4 separate regions of the Zea mays genome follow, and regions 2, 3 and 4 are each linked to region 1. The links are chromatin contacts, called in public Hi-C maps. All regions are on one chromosome and are shown on one strand. The core of a region is the stretch at or near the end of the contact, and the rest is flanking DNA. Distances in the headings are between cores, read along the strand shown. Region 1 holds the start of LOC100273450. Region 2 holds the start of LOC100501093. Region 3 holds the start of LOC100194303. Region 4 holds the start of LOC103653026 (polyadenylation and cleavage factor homolog 4).

Region 1 (3,563 bases), core at 388-2,887:
AACCATAGCCCTGAAGTTGTCCAGTATGCTTGTCACGAATTAGCTTCACATTTTGCACCTACAAATTCATTAGCAAAAAAAAGATCAGCACTATCATGTACACAAAAGCCAAAAATACGTGGTGTGAAATGTGCAATGGCAACCATCAGGTAGGGTGACAACACAAACATTTTATGATTAAATCAACAAACCCATTGGTTTATATAAAATGTCAACCAGCACACAGAAACTAGGGTAATTTTGTTTTATATAAAACCTGGACACAATCATAAATGCATCTGCAGAGGAATCTCAGAAAAATACCAAAACGGTATACAGCTACTTCAGACAAGTTACCAGGACACTGTCCGCCATACACAAAGATGGGCAGACCATTATAAAACATAAATTTACTATCAATACTCCCACCAGGCTGTTCTGTTAGGTACCACAATTAGAAATACGGATACCAATACGTGGGCGCCCTAGTAGATACGAAGACTAGGAGTAACTCAGCGAAATTGTGTTCTTGTGTGGAGTGCTGCAACCTGCGCTGACCTGCCACATTGGCAATGAATTTGCATGCAACACCTATTGATTGCCAACCAATTGCTGTCATGTCGTCAATCAGGCTAGTAAACTTTGTGTCATTTGCCAACATAAACGCAAAATGTGAGCTAAAAGGCAGCTTATAATTAGGTTACGTGCAACTTATTATGGCTCAGTATATTCTACCGCCTAACATATCGGATTGTTTTGTGAACGATGGGATGCCTAACAACACGGCTGGGAGTAATTTTGACATATAATTCGAATTTTCGTAAATAAATCACATATAGCATGAAGCTCTAATGAATCTGAATTCACTACTAATGGATCCGAATCCACTATACGTGCGGTACTTTCTTATACTATAACCATACTCCATCGATGAGACGAACATATTCGTGCAGTACTTATTACTATAATCATAATGCATCGAAGAGACGAAGAAATTGAAATTTACAGCAAGCGACATAAGAAGTCCATAAACATGGGCGTTGAACCCCACATCGATAGGGACGGATCGCAGCGACCCACGGGCAGCAGCAGATTCGTACAGCGTAGAACCGAAAGCGCGTACCTCCCCCGTGGATGCGAAGCACCCGTAGATGTAGTTATCGTCCATCCAGTACTGCAGATCCCCGATCCAGAGCGTCCTGACCTCGCTGGGCCCGACAGGTGCCGCGGCCACCGCCGCGGGCGCGGGTACCGCCCCGTAGTAGGCGGCCTGTGGCGGGGGAGGCGCCTGGCCGTACGCGGCCTGGGGTGGTGGGAGCGCCTGGCCATACGCGGCCTGGGGCGGCGGGGGCGCCTGACCGTACGCGGCCTGAGGCGGGGGCGGGGGCGGGGGCGCCTGGCCCCACATCTGCGGCGGGGGCGGGGCCTGATGGGTCGGTGGTGGCGCGTACTGATGCTGAGGGGCCATAGGCGGCGGGATGCCGCCCCAGTGTGGCGGCGCTCCGGGGGCGGCCTGTGGAGGAGGAGGGGCCATGCCGGGCTGCTGCTGCTGCGGCATCATGGCGGCGGCGGCGGGGAGCGAAACCTAAGGTGAGACGATGGAGAAGGTTGGACGAGCAAGAGCGGTGGAGAAGGCTCTCTTTGGATTGAGATTTCTCTATGTGTGTGGGGCTTGCTTAGATATTTTTGCCTCCACTGACCAATAGGTGACGGGAAGCGCCAGGAAGCATCCGGGTCCGGGGCGTGCCAACTTTTTTTTATTTTAGTCCTTTTTAAGTTTTTTTAATAATTATACCCTTTACAGTTTTAGTTTTAAAAATGATCTTTGGATCGACGTCGTCATCATTGTCTCATTGGTGTCTAGGTTATATGTATCAGCGCTAATTTTTTTAGCGTGCATATGTCAGGTTCAGACGTGGCGCGTACCTCGGCGTTGTAAATCTCGACGCCGAGGTACGCGCCTATAAATAAGCCCCGTCGGCCGTCAGTTTTTGTGTTCATTTCTATTCTTCGAAACGAGAGACATCAGCCTAAATTAGATCTTGGCACCGAGGTACGCGCCTATAAATAAGTCATGTCGACCATCAGTTTTTATGCTCATTTCTATTCTTCGAAATGAGATAACATCAACCTAAATTGTAGGATGTCTAGGCGTGGTAAACCTGCTAAACAAAGGTAAGCATTGTATTAAATCATATTTTGTGAGTATATTATATTTGTGATTCTTATAGGTCTTATCGAAATTTAGGAAGGGTCTTTGACCGGAACTACCTTTGCCAACTGGTGTTCCGGTGCCTATGTGTTTTGTGGTGATCCTTGCAAGGTTGATAAGTCTGAGGATCATGACACCTATCGACAAAGGTATTGGATGTGTGCTAACTATGCATTTGAGCTAACGATTGTTCAGCGCCGGATGAATTTAATGGTGAGAATAGTCTTTTAATATGTTAACAATTTAAAGACTCGAAGTGGTGCATGTTTTCTTTGCCTACTAATCATTGCATGTTTTGTAGACTCCTCCACCTAGCTTTTGTTTAGCCTTTATAAACACATCACTCAAGGATGGTCTACCAACGAATAACACGAGCACGTGTCGCATGTCAATGAACTTGGCATTTCCATAGGGATCTTTTTCCACATTGCCTCCATAATATAAGCTCAAAAAATTGTCCATCTATTTGAAACACGAATTAAACATTCAATGTCCACTATAGATGGTTATTGCCTAACCACAACCCACTAATAACTACTTGCTAACTAACTAATAACCAAGTACTAACTAATAACTAAAAACTAACCACATAATAACATAATACTATGTATACAATCTGGACAGCACCTCTCATATACGGGGAGGTTACTAAAACCTAACAATTCATATCACACTAACTAGGTACACAATTATCTACATTAGTAATAGCATAATTTAATACCACGTTCACCAATGCGGGCTTGGAGACCGTCGATGAGCGTGAGGAGAAGGGCGTGGGCGCCCGGCCGGAGGACGCCGGCGACGATGACGGGCGGCGGAGGGCGCGGCCGGTGGCGGAGAGCGATGGAGGGCACAGCCAAAGAGCCGTGCGGGCGACGGGACGGCTGGGTGGCGAGGCTCCGGGGCGGCTGGGCGGGGGGGCTCTGGGCGTGGCCAGGGAGCCGTGCCGTGTGGGCGCGGGGCGACAGGGACGGCGCGGGGGGCAGGGGGCAGGGGGGCGGCGTGGGACGAGGTTAGAAAACGGACGATGCCCTAACTAGCTACGTCAGTTTTATAAAATTCCCCAAATTAAATAATGAACTTTACCGCGCGATGATTGAAAAGCAGGTTTAAAATAACTACAGGTCCTAAAGTTAGCTGAATATATTATATTGTTGAATACATGTGAAAGGGAAATAGGGTCAAACCTTTTCCTAAATGATTTTGGTGGTTGAATTGCCCAACATAAATAATTGGACTAACTAGTTTGCTCTAGATTATAAGTTCTACAGGTGCCAAAGGTTCAACAAAAACCAATAAAAAGTCCAAGATAAGGGTTCAAAAGAAAGGAGCAAAAGAAAACCGAAGGGTGCCCTGGTCTGGCGCATCGGAC
Region 2 (3,563 bases), core at 538-3,037, 780 kb before region 1:
CTAAATTTAGGACGTTGCTGGAGGGAGGCTGGAGGGGGTACAGGACCGTTCGATCCTCTATATTTAGGGTAGAGGAGCCTTTACACGCTCTGTTGGAGAGAGCCTTTTAGGTTGTCTCCAGCAACGTCCCCTAAATTACATCCCCTAAAGGAATATTCCTTGTCCTTTACAGCACACTCTAAAAGATTCTGTCCTCTATATCTTCTCCATCTCCAGCAACGTCACTAAATTCGGTCCTCTATATCTACAGTGCTACGAGATTTCAAAATACATATTGGTTTTTCACCGCTTAAAAAACAGTTCATATGTCGCGAAATTAAAATACGCTACACAGTACATATTGATTTTGTGGTGAAAATAAGAGTATTACATATTTAAGCAAATAATGTACCAAACATTTGTATTGGAGCAAATAATATAAAAAGCTAACCGACTCAGTTTTCTAAAATAAATTCGTATTGGACAGAACATCGTTCATGTGTATATTGCTTGTCAGACATTTCGTCGATCAGGAATCAGGCGTCCACGATTTCCATGCCAAGCCATGGACGCGGTGCGCAGTATGCAGCAACACCATAAGCACGACGAGGTAGACGACCGACCTCCTGTCGCCCCTCCTGTCTTCCTCTTCCCTCGTGTATTCCCTCTCGGCCATGCTGCCCGGCTGTACGCGCTGCTCAGACTGCGGCGGCGAGACGACTTTTTCTGCTCCGCGGGAGGGGGCAGCGACGGGGATGACGGCGAGGCAGTCGAGCTCATCATCACTGAGAGCTACGACGACCTTGACCAGAGCAGAGGATGCTTGGAGCTCATGTACCGTGAGGCGACCTCATGGGACTTGGGCGGAGAGGAGCGACGGCAGAGGATCTCGATGACGGGGACGATGAAGTCAAGCACGGGAGTGAACACACCCTAAATTTTACCAGATGCTATAGCGGCTGTTGTTGGAGGCGTGCCGAACGTCTTCATCCGCTACATTTAGCGTACAGGGTGATTTACCGGGTCTTGTTGGAGAGAGTCTTATTAGAGATTCCTGTCAAATGCAGGTGCTTAAAGCAATGCTACTAGGGAAATGAAAACGTAGGGATTTTGGCCCACATAGGACAGAGGAGTAACTTCATCATGTAGCATCAAATCCGGTGAGGTGCTATATATGATTTTAGTCTGTTAGGGTTGCTCGCCTATCTAAGCCCCAACCAAAACAGATTCTTGAAATGGAATCTTGAGGCCTTGAATGAATGCTTAATGATGTCGCAAGCATCTTATTAAGCAGTAGTTGCATCGTACCAGAGTCCAGAGAACAAGCAGTCTCACGAGCCGACAAGACAAGCACAAATCCAATAAGATTTACCACAGAGGCGTCGAGTTGCAGCCTGATTATTCGGTGATTACGTACCCTATCCTCGGGGTGGAAGCAGGGGTGTATGATGCCGTTCATGTCGAGGTAGAGGTTGTCGAACTCGAGGCCGTTGGGGTTGGGCTTGGAGGTGTCGACGGGGACCCGGACGCCCTCGATCTCGACGGGCTCCTCCTCCACCACGTCCACCACCACCATCGGGTACTTCTCCGCCAGCCACCGGTAGAACGCCGGCACACCCATCTCACCGCCTACTCTGCCGGAACCCTAAACCTAGAAGCGGTGGTCGCGGGCGCGGATGCAGGCAGAAGAGGCGCGCGGGACCGATCTGGCGGGCGGGAAGCGTGTCGGGAGCGGGAGCTCGCACGGAGCGGCGGAGCGAGAGGGCCGGGGGGATATGCGCTTTTGCGGCGCTGCACAAATATCTCGGACAGGAGGGGATGATGCGTGTTTTTTTACGGTCTGAACCCTGCGGAGCCGGGTTTTCTAGTTTTGCTTTGTAACGCGTGGAGTTCGTTGACTCGACGAGACGAGCACGGGGTCGGTCCGTGGGCCAAAATGAGTATATGCTGGGCTGTTATTATGGTCTGATTCTTGATGGTTTCCCCAGTAGCCCAGAGGCCCGGATGAGCCCAGCCTTTTATCCTTTATACTCTCCTCTTCTGGATACGTCAAACCCGAGCAATATGTTCCGTTTTCTTTGTGTTTTAGCGTTTTCTATTTAAGCTCATGCGTTGCATAGAATCTCATAATCTTATGGCCTATTTGCATCAGATTATAGCTTCAGTTTAAATAGTTTTTTTTTTAATCTGAATAAAAAATAAAATTTCTTATCTAAATGTCTTCTAAAGGTTTACAACTTTAGCTCCATAATTTTCTAGAGCTTCTAGTATCATTTTTCACCAACTTAACCATATTTTCTAAGCCGGAGCAATTCAAAATAAAGCCTTAAAATCATATATCATGTAATTAATTAACACAAGTTATCTATATTCATATAAGGATGGACCATAAATTTGAGTCATATATATACATGATATAGAGGGCATTCAAAGCAATGAGCAAATCTTTTCTTTATGCTTATCTTAGTTCCTATATTTATCACCAAACGTTTATGTAAAGTTAATTATGTTAGTGAAAAGGTCGCGAGGAACTTGATTGTGCAATGTTACGAATGGATTCTAGCCAGGCGTGACGAAGGATGCTAGCACATTCCAAAAAGGATCTTGTTGTTGCTTAGACGGAAAGAATATGTGTTTCTAAAAAATTAGTAACAAAAAACTTTGCAGCCGATTAACAGACCATGGAACCTTCACATCATGGAATCTGCACAATGTTGTAGTCTTCGCGCAACATAGAAAGCTCAACAACAAATACGTGTACAAATCTAACTCAAACTAAACTTGTAGATGTGCTTTTGGAGATGCCTAGTAACAAACAAATGAAGTATATGCACTTATAAACATACATCCAAGTACATTGAGTGAAGAGCAAATAGGCAAAACTCATAATGTATCCCATGGTTCAGGTCACCACCAAGGTTAGTATACACCCACGGTGTTGAGGAAGCCAACAGTTTTGGAGTCTCTTTCGACTTGCACCTCTTCTCTAGCCCATAACTAAGGTAGTGAGATAGAGGATTCCACATAGATTCTCAGACGATATACAAACTTCATTGTAGCTCACCGCAACCATGAGAGCTCATTAGACAATGCATAGTCGTCTAGGAGGCTTCACCTAATCACCTCTAATAATAATCAATGCGCAACGAATAATTGATGAAACCAGAAAAGTGCTCAAAGGTATTGTTTGCTCTCAAATGCTCACTAATGAGTTTAGAAATGGTTGAGTCAGCAACATAGCTAAGAGACATGGGATGAATATATATATACCCACCCTACAAAAACTAGTTGTTATGACCTGCAAAGTGAAGAGCCTCCACCCATCGGTGTAGAGTGTCTTCATAAATGTCTGGAGACTCCGCGGGTCCTTAGGACAACATAAGCGACTTCACGTAAAACGTCATAGTTTTTTACTCCAAACTCCATTTTCAACGACATTGGAGCTTTTGGAAAGCTTGTTTTGAGGGCTTTATAACCTAACTAATAACAAGCCCCAAGATCAATAGGTGCATGTATTATGACATTTTATTTTTCTCATGTTAGCCATATAGTGTTCCACATAGATGGTGAAATGAAAGCCATTA
Region 3 (3,563 bases), core at 552-3,051, 590 kb after region 1:
ACAAAATGACAAAACACATAATATGCAAACGTTTACAACATTATTTGTTTTTAAAATTACCTCAACCTCAGAATCACTCTCTGACTCACTTTCACTGGAATCTTCCTTTTTGATAGTTGCTGCTGGAGCCTTTGACTTTGGAGGCACTTCCTGAATATAATAATGTTACAACTAAAATATGCTTAAACATGGAAATTATTTGCTCAAGGTGAAGAACAGAAACAGTATATACAATGGTTAACCCAAATATATGTGAACAAGCAGAATGCACACACCTCATCTGAGTCATCATCAGAGTCACTCTCAGAAGAATCTCCCTTTTTCTTTTGTGCAACAGCCACAGATGTTTTCTTTAGTGGGGCAGCAGGTTTCTGAAAAATGCATACAGAAGAGGAATTATACCATCTAGTGGCTAAGCTAAATAAAAGCATCTCAGGGCACACACAACATAATACAGGTCAGGGTGAATGTGATGATAAATCAGTGAACACATATCTGGATGTTAGGTTACAAATGGCATTGAATCAGAAAACCAATGAAAATGGTATCATTAATCTTACAGTAAAATGGAATTAAAGGCAAACAAACATGAATGTTCCACTCACAACATCATCGTCTGACTCATCATCAGAACTGCTCCCATCGCTGCTGCTTTCTTGCTTGCCTTTCTTCAAACCATTTTTAGCAACGGCACCCAAGGGTTTAGCAGCAGCCTTCTTTGCAGGTTCCTGAATCAAAAAAAACATGGGTTGGTAGCTCAACATCTGAGAAGTACATTGAAATAATCAATTGGTTGGCTACAAAATTCCTAGGGTAATGACAACTAAACCATTAGTATGTGCTGCCATGGTGGTAAATGAAATTAACTGTGCACAAGACATAAGACAAACAGGAAACTTCAACTCACATCATCACTGTCGTCATCCGACTCATCTTCAGAACTGTCCTCATCGCTGCTGCTCTCTTGCTTGACTGTCTTCGAACCATTTTTCGCAACTGCAGCCAAGGGTTTAGCAGCAGGCTTCTTTGCAGGTTCCTTAATGAGAAGATGAATTAGCATCTAAGAACTCTGAACACTACATTAACAATTCAATTTGCTTGCTGCTGATTTTTTTCAGCATTAAAACCCAAAAATGATAGCATACCTCATCAGATTCAGAGGTCTCATCGCTGGTGTCATCATCACTGGACTCTTGTTTAGCAATCTTGGGAGCAGGCGCCTTCTTTGGCTGTACCTTCTTAACCTGTAGAAACAGAAGTTAACTATGTTCAAGAAGAAACTTCGATAGATAAAAAATCATCACCGTTATAAGCCATACTCAGACTCAGATTATGCAGGGGACTAGATCATCTACTGCATCAGCTATTTCTGTCTACCCTCCCCAACTCAATCAAATCATAAAAATTCTACAAATAAAAAAATCCCATTCAAAAAACCCGCCATAGGTACAAGAGAAACAAGAAGAAGCATCATCGCATACCTCCTCTTCGGACTCGGAGTCCTCTTCAGAGTCACTGCTGCTGCTCTCAGCCTTCTTGGGGGGAGGCTGCTTCTTGGACTTCTTGGCGTCCTTCTTGGACGTCGGCACGGCCTTCGCCGGTGGCGCCGCCTTCTGCTTCTTCGCGCTCACGGCCTTCTCGATCTCTTCCTCCGCCTCCCGTTTCTTCCCCTTGGGCACCGCCGCTGGCGCCGCAGCCACGGCGGCCGCCTTCTTGCTTGACTTGCCCATCGGAGGAGAGAGGGAGGAGGCCGGGTGGGAGCGGAGAAACCCTAGTGGCTGCTAGGGTTTTTGGGCAGGAGGGGTTTCTAGGAGCTGGCGACGGAAGGTGGTTTATAGGCTGCGGTGGTCTGATTCCATGGGCCTTGGTGGGCTTTTACGAACCTTGTTTGTCTGTGCGCACTACAAAGGTCCACGGTCTTGGTGTCCAAACGAAAAATGTTAGCTTCGAACAAGAAAAAATCTCTCTCTTCAATATAAACATTTTTGCAAAATTTAGCGGTTCCCAAACATGTTTAACTATGTCATTCATGTCCATAAATTAGTAAATCAGTTGTTTGAAAATAACTTGTTCTATTATATCATTCAACTCTGACCAACAGTTTAAATCTTCAAAATTATTATATTGTGTTATTATAGTGCCAAATCACCCATTTAGAACCCGTCTACGACCGTGTCTAGTTCACCTATATAGTCACCCAGAATATTTGTTTATATTTTTTTACATTGTAGACTGCATTGTTCGTTGAGTGGAGTTTAAATATAGGTATAGATGATGAATAAGCTGTTGAAAATAAGCTAAATGGATCTAGTGCAATATCCATATGTATTGTTGTGGAATCAAGTTAGCTCCATCTCTCCCTAAGCTCCCTCTAAGATTCTCTTTAACGCAGCAATCCCCTATCAATGTAGATGTTTGGGAGCTCCCTTGCGCTAAACCGGTGACCCCTACGATCTCTCATGCCGGCTTGGACGCAAACGCAAGGGCACACCGGATGTGGGGGAACGTCAACCATCCCATTTTCCCTCGATATTGTTGCTCTACAGTGTTTGTTATTTGAGAAAAATTATTAATAAATGTTAAATAGGTATGAAAAATGATGTTTTATGGTTGTAGTGTGGTATAGGAGGATAGTGTAGGGAAAATTGTTGTAAGAGCACATCCAACAGAAAGCATAAAAGGACCTCGGAAGCATTTATCATGGCAGGAGGCGTTTTTATGTCCTCCAACAGCTTGTTCATCTTCTTCCCAGTAATATGTGACTCTCCCTCCCGCATATTTTTGCAAGTCAAATCCTTCCCCAATCGCCCTAGCGCACGCTGTTTCGCGCGCTATTTCTGGCCCCCGTGCGCAGCTTTGTTGTTTCTGATGGCGGGAAGCGTCGGTGGTGGCGGGATATGCTCTAGCGGCAGCGGTGGAGGCGGTGGGATACATATGAGCGGATGTCACACCCGGTTTTAGAAGGCAAACCGAATGCGAACCATGTACGTGTTAGGATCAGCAATTCACGTACACAGCAGTTACATACCATGGACATCATCACACAGTGCTCAAATAGTATTAAAAAGGGAAATAGTCGATTACATCATATATCTGAGACATCCACATAGTCTTTACAATAAATCAAAGTGCGGAAAAGAAACGTAGATAAACGCGGCCTTCACAGGCACGCCTAGAACTCGTCGTAGTCTTGGAACTCCTAGAAGTCTCCTTCCACGGCTTCATCTTCTCCTGAGCAGTGGTTGCAATGCTGACAACCTGGGGATGGGGGGTTTGGTGTGTATAGCAAGGGTGAGTACACATCAACATACTCAGCAAGTATCATGTTTGGCTGTAGTGGACTAGCTTTATGTGGGGGTAAGTCAAGCAGTTGCTTTTAGTTGGTCAGATTATTATTTACTAGTAGAAAGCCAGGTTTTAACATTAACCCAAGTTATTAGCCCGATGCACCCTTTCCGAACGGAAAGAATACCACTTACCAGCACCATAGTCATAACCAGAACCATCAATCTCATTGCCACATGTAAACCAAAATGTCTCTAATCAAGTATCACTAATCACTG
Region 4 (3,563 bases), core at 450-2,949, 590 kb before region 1:
AACTTCACTCTGCGAGCAGTACAGTCTACAGTGCAAAACATTGTTTTGGGTGACTATACGGGTGAATTGCTCTTATGATTAGTTCCCATTTGAAATTGCAGCGTCTTATCTTCAAGAAAAGCAGACGGAAAATTACAACATATTTCTAAACAAAACCAAATCGACCACAGAAGACAGAACTAGCAAACAGGTAACTGATTAAGTTCACAAGTGCCCTAATAACTAATAATAAACACAAAGTTGTGAACTCTTTTCATTGTAAGTCACGAACCAGTGCAGCTCTTTTCGTTTAACGTTTATCTCAATTCAACAGAACTCTCAAACTTCCCATCCCAAATAGAAGTTCATCAACCATAGCAACCACTTTTTCCAATGCAGTGTCAGTGTCCATACCCTCTTAAGGTATAACTGTTTACTATGTTGCTACATATTCCATGCATATCCTACCAATAATGAACAGGAAGTTTAAGAGGGACTAAGGGGGTGTTTGGTTTCTAGGGACTAATGTTTAGTCCCTTCATTTTGTTCCATTTTAGTATATAAATTGACAAATATAGAAACTAAAATAGAGTTTTAGTTTCTATATTTGATAATTTTGTAACTAAAGTGGAATAAAATGTAGGGACTAAAAATTAGTCCCTACAAACCAAACACCCCCTAAAATGGCAAGCACCAATTAATCCACAAAGTTCCACAAAGGTTCTACACCCCAGGAAAGGGGTGTTTGAATGTACTAGAGCTAATAGTCAGCTGCTAAAATTAGCTAAAGACGTCTAAACACTCTAGCTAATAATTCAGCTATTAGCTACTTTTAGCAAATTAGCTAATATTTAGCTAGCTAATTTCAATAGCAATTTTTTAGCCAACTACCTATTAGCTCTTGTGCATTCAAACACCCCCTAAATATGCTACCAAAGCTGTAAACAGCAACCAGAGCAAACATACTAAACTGTATGCACAACGCTTCTTACAAAAAGGAATGATCTTGTACAGGCTGAAGCTTTTGTAAAACCTAGGAAAACTTGGGAATAAAAGGTTTTCCGTCCATTTTATGGGATTTCTCACATTTCAAAACCAAGCACAGCAATCCACGTTTCACAACAAGCACACCAATCCTCAAACCCTAGTGACTACACGGCAAAAGCGCCCAGACTACTCGACGCTCCAAGCCCAAGCTTCCTTATGCCCCAGAAATCGTAAGGCGGGCCACCTTAATGACAAAATAAGAGTAACACCCCTGATAGGAGAGCAGAAGTAGCAGAACGACCTCGGCGACGCGGGCGCAGATGGCGTCGGCGATTCCCCCGGCGGCGAGCGTGGCGTGCTGGCCCGCGATGATGGTGAGCTCGGTGATGACCGGCTTGCAGTTGAAGGTTAGCTCACGGAGCGCCTCCGCGTACACGTGCACGACCGCGGCGGCGCCCGGCTCGCCGCCGCCCGCTTCCTCGCGCAGTCGCGACCGGAACCGCTCCACCACGTGGCCCGCCGCTGGGGACGCCGCGGCCCCCGCCATCGGAACAGGGGAGGAGGATCTAGGGTTTCAGGGGCTAGGGTTTGGGGTGCCTCCACGGCGAGAGGGGGCAGGAGGCATGGGAGCGGAGCGAAGTGGCGGAAAGGGGGAGATAGCAGGAGACAGTCACCGATTTGTTCGCGAAACGGCGAGGATCTCGTTTCAGCGATGCTTTCCTTTTCGCCTCACTATTGCAAGTTTTTTAAGAGGTGTTTAAATACATTATCAGAATACATTATTAGGGTGTTTGAATGCTTAGCTGGCTAAAAATTATTAGTATAATTAACTAGAATTGATAGTTAGCTGGCTAAAAATTATTAGTAGAATTAACTAGATAACAAATACCTATCTAACTATTAATTAATTTACTAAAAATAATTAATAGTTCAACTATTAGTAGGGTGTTTATATCTCAACTAATTTTATTGGCTAACTATAACTAATTTTATTAGCTAATTATTAATTCTAGTGCATTCAAACACCCCCTAATAGTTAGTTAACTAAAATTTGTTAGTAAAATTAGTTAGCTAACAAATAATTACCTAACTATTAACTAATTTATCAAAAATAGCTAATAGTTGAACTATTAGCTAGGGCGTTTGGATGTCTCAATTAATTTTAATCACTAATTATTAGTTATAGGGCATTCAAACACCCCTTAGTTTGTCCGGTTAAGTGTAGTGGAACAATTGTAGGGTACGTGAGGGTTAAGTGGCAACTCAATATCATGATCCTCAAAAAATTAAATTTAAAATTAAGTAGATCCTTCTAAAAACAAATATAAAATTGAAATGAACATATACTGAACTACTGCAAATGTTGCACTTTATTTTAGCCGTATGAGTTGAAAAAAGTAGAGCTATCCTTTTTTATACTTGTTCGGTCACTCATACTCCTTCACCAAGCGAGGTGATAATATGCAGGAGCATTGCTTATAACTTTGTGTCATGTTATATTATATCTTTGTTAAAAGTCAAGAAAGGTATGAGTTGAAAAGGAGATCTGACCTTTTTTATAACTTGCTCGGTCGCTCGTCCTCCTTCACCTAGCGAGGTGATACTATTCGGGAGTCCTTCACCTAGCGAGGTGATACTATTCGGGAGCGCTGTAATGCATGGGGCTTCGTGTCATGTTGAGATTGAGTGTTTTCTCACGGCCCATCTAAGAGGTAATGGTCTGATTGTTAAACGAGACATGGGGGAGAAAAAACAATTTTACTCTATGTGTTTCACGGGTGACGCATGCCGCACGAAACTCATGCTTTAAAAGAGTAGATAAAACCATTATTCTCTTCATACATCGTCCTCTTCAATACATCGTCCTCTTCAGTCCCGCTCGCCCCATTTCTACCTCCATATGCACAACTAGAGATGGCAACGACATAAAATATCCACGTGACTACGAATAATAAACCCGACAAGTGCGAATACAAGTATATTTTTATATCTGGGAGTAAGGATGAGGATACAACAATAAACCCATAGGATATTTTTAGCGGGCAAAAAAATGTATCCACACCCGCATATCCGCTAAACTCGCTCCACGAACATGACATGTGGGTCCGTATTAGGAAATATATATTTAAAAAATAGTTTGTCAGACTATCTCCATCAGCTTACCCTCGTCGTCATCTCTATATTCAAAATCTACTCTACGAATAGTGTAGAATAGTTCAAAACATTGTTTTAGGTAACCATATGGGTAAACTGTTGGACATATTCTCACCAGCATCTCTCTCCTAGCCGCAGCCACCACCCATTTCGCCAAATCCCCATCCCTGACACAACTGCCACCTAGTCCGCCACCCCCACCCTTCTGTGGATATGTTGCTCCCGACCGTGTGAGCTCCCTTCGTCCATGTTCCTTGCCCCTTGCGAACTTCCCGACGGTCGGACCCCTACCGATCCTCCCGGTGACTATCCCTGCTCCCTACCCTATATTGGACTTTTGGCTACTCTCGCATTGTCCCCGCATGTTGTCGTACACAGTTGTGTTGTCCCGCCACTAGCTGCCAGCGACCATGCGATTTATCGGTTGTTTGGATGCTTGGACA

The links. A called contact is a pair of places that touch in the nucleus more often than the background predicts.
Region 2: a contact with region 1 is called in a Hi-C map of leaf, with 4 times the contacts expected there. The contact joins the promoter of LOC100501093 here to the promoter of LOC100273450 in region 1. A contact is called at or near these places in 2 of 25 Hi-C or Micro-C datasets (leaf and tassel).
Region 3: a contact with region 1 is called in a Hi-C map of tassel, with 2.6 times the contacts expected there. The contact joins the promoter of LOC100194303 here to the promoter of LOC100273450 in region 1. A contact is called at or near these places in 2 of 25 Hi-C or Micro-C datasets (ear and tassel).
Region 4: a Hi-C map of leaf shows a contact between it and region 1, with 3 times the contacts expected there. The contact joins the promoter of LOC103653026 here to the promoter of LOC100273450 in region 1. A contact is called at or near these places in 3 of 25 Hi-C or Micro-C datasets (ear, leaf and tassel).

What each region holds. Positions count from the first base shown.
Region 1 is chr4:30,264,363-30,267,925 of Zm-B73-REFERENCE-NAM-5.0, reverse strand. LOC100273450 reads right to left here and starts at 1,637. Exons shown (of 7, transcript NM_001147887.1): 1 at 1,103-1,637; 2 at 1-58. The coding sequence starts at 1,540. It also overlaps the pseudogene LOC109945696.
Region 2 is chr4:31,046,831-31,050,393 of Zm-B73-REFERENCE-NAM-5.0, reverse strand. It overlaps LOC100501093, which reads right to left and starts at 1,787. Exons shown (of 23, transcript NM_001322411.1): 1 at 1,397-1,787. The coding sequence starts at 1,600.
Region 3 is chr4:29,672,071-29,675,633 of Zm-B73-REFERENCE-NAM-5.0, reverse strand. It overlaps LOC100194303, which reads right to left and starts at 1,801. Exons shown (of 16, transcript NM_001359451.1): 1 at 1,482-1,801; 2 at 1,146-1,244; 3 at 908-1,036; 4 at 606-728; 5 at 276-371; 6 at 61-150. The coding sequence starts at 1,730.
Region 4 is chr4:30,854,870-30,858,432 of Zm-B73-REFERENCE-NAM-5.0, reverse strand. LOC103653026 (polyadenylation and cleavage factor homolog 4) reads right to left here and starts at 1,699. Exons shown (of 7, transcript XM_020552500.3): 1 at 1,268-1,699. The coding sequence starts at 1,513.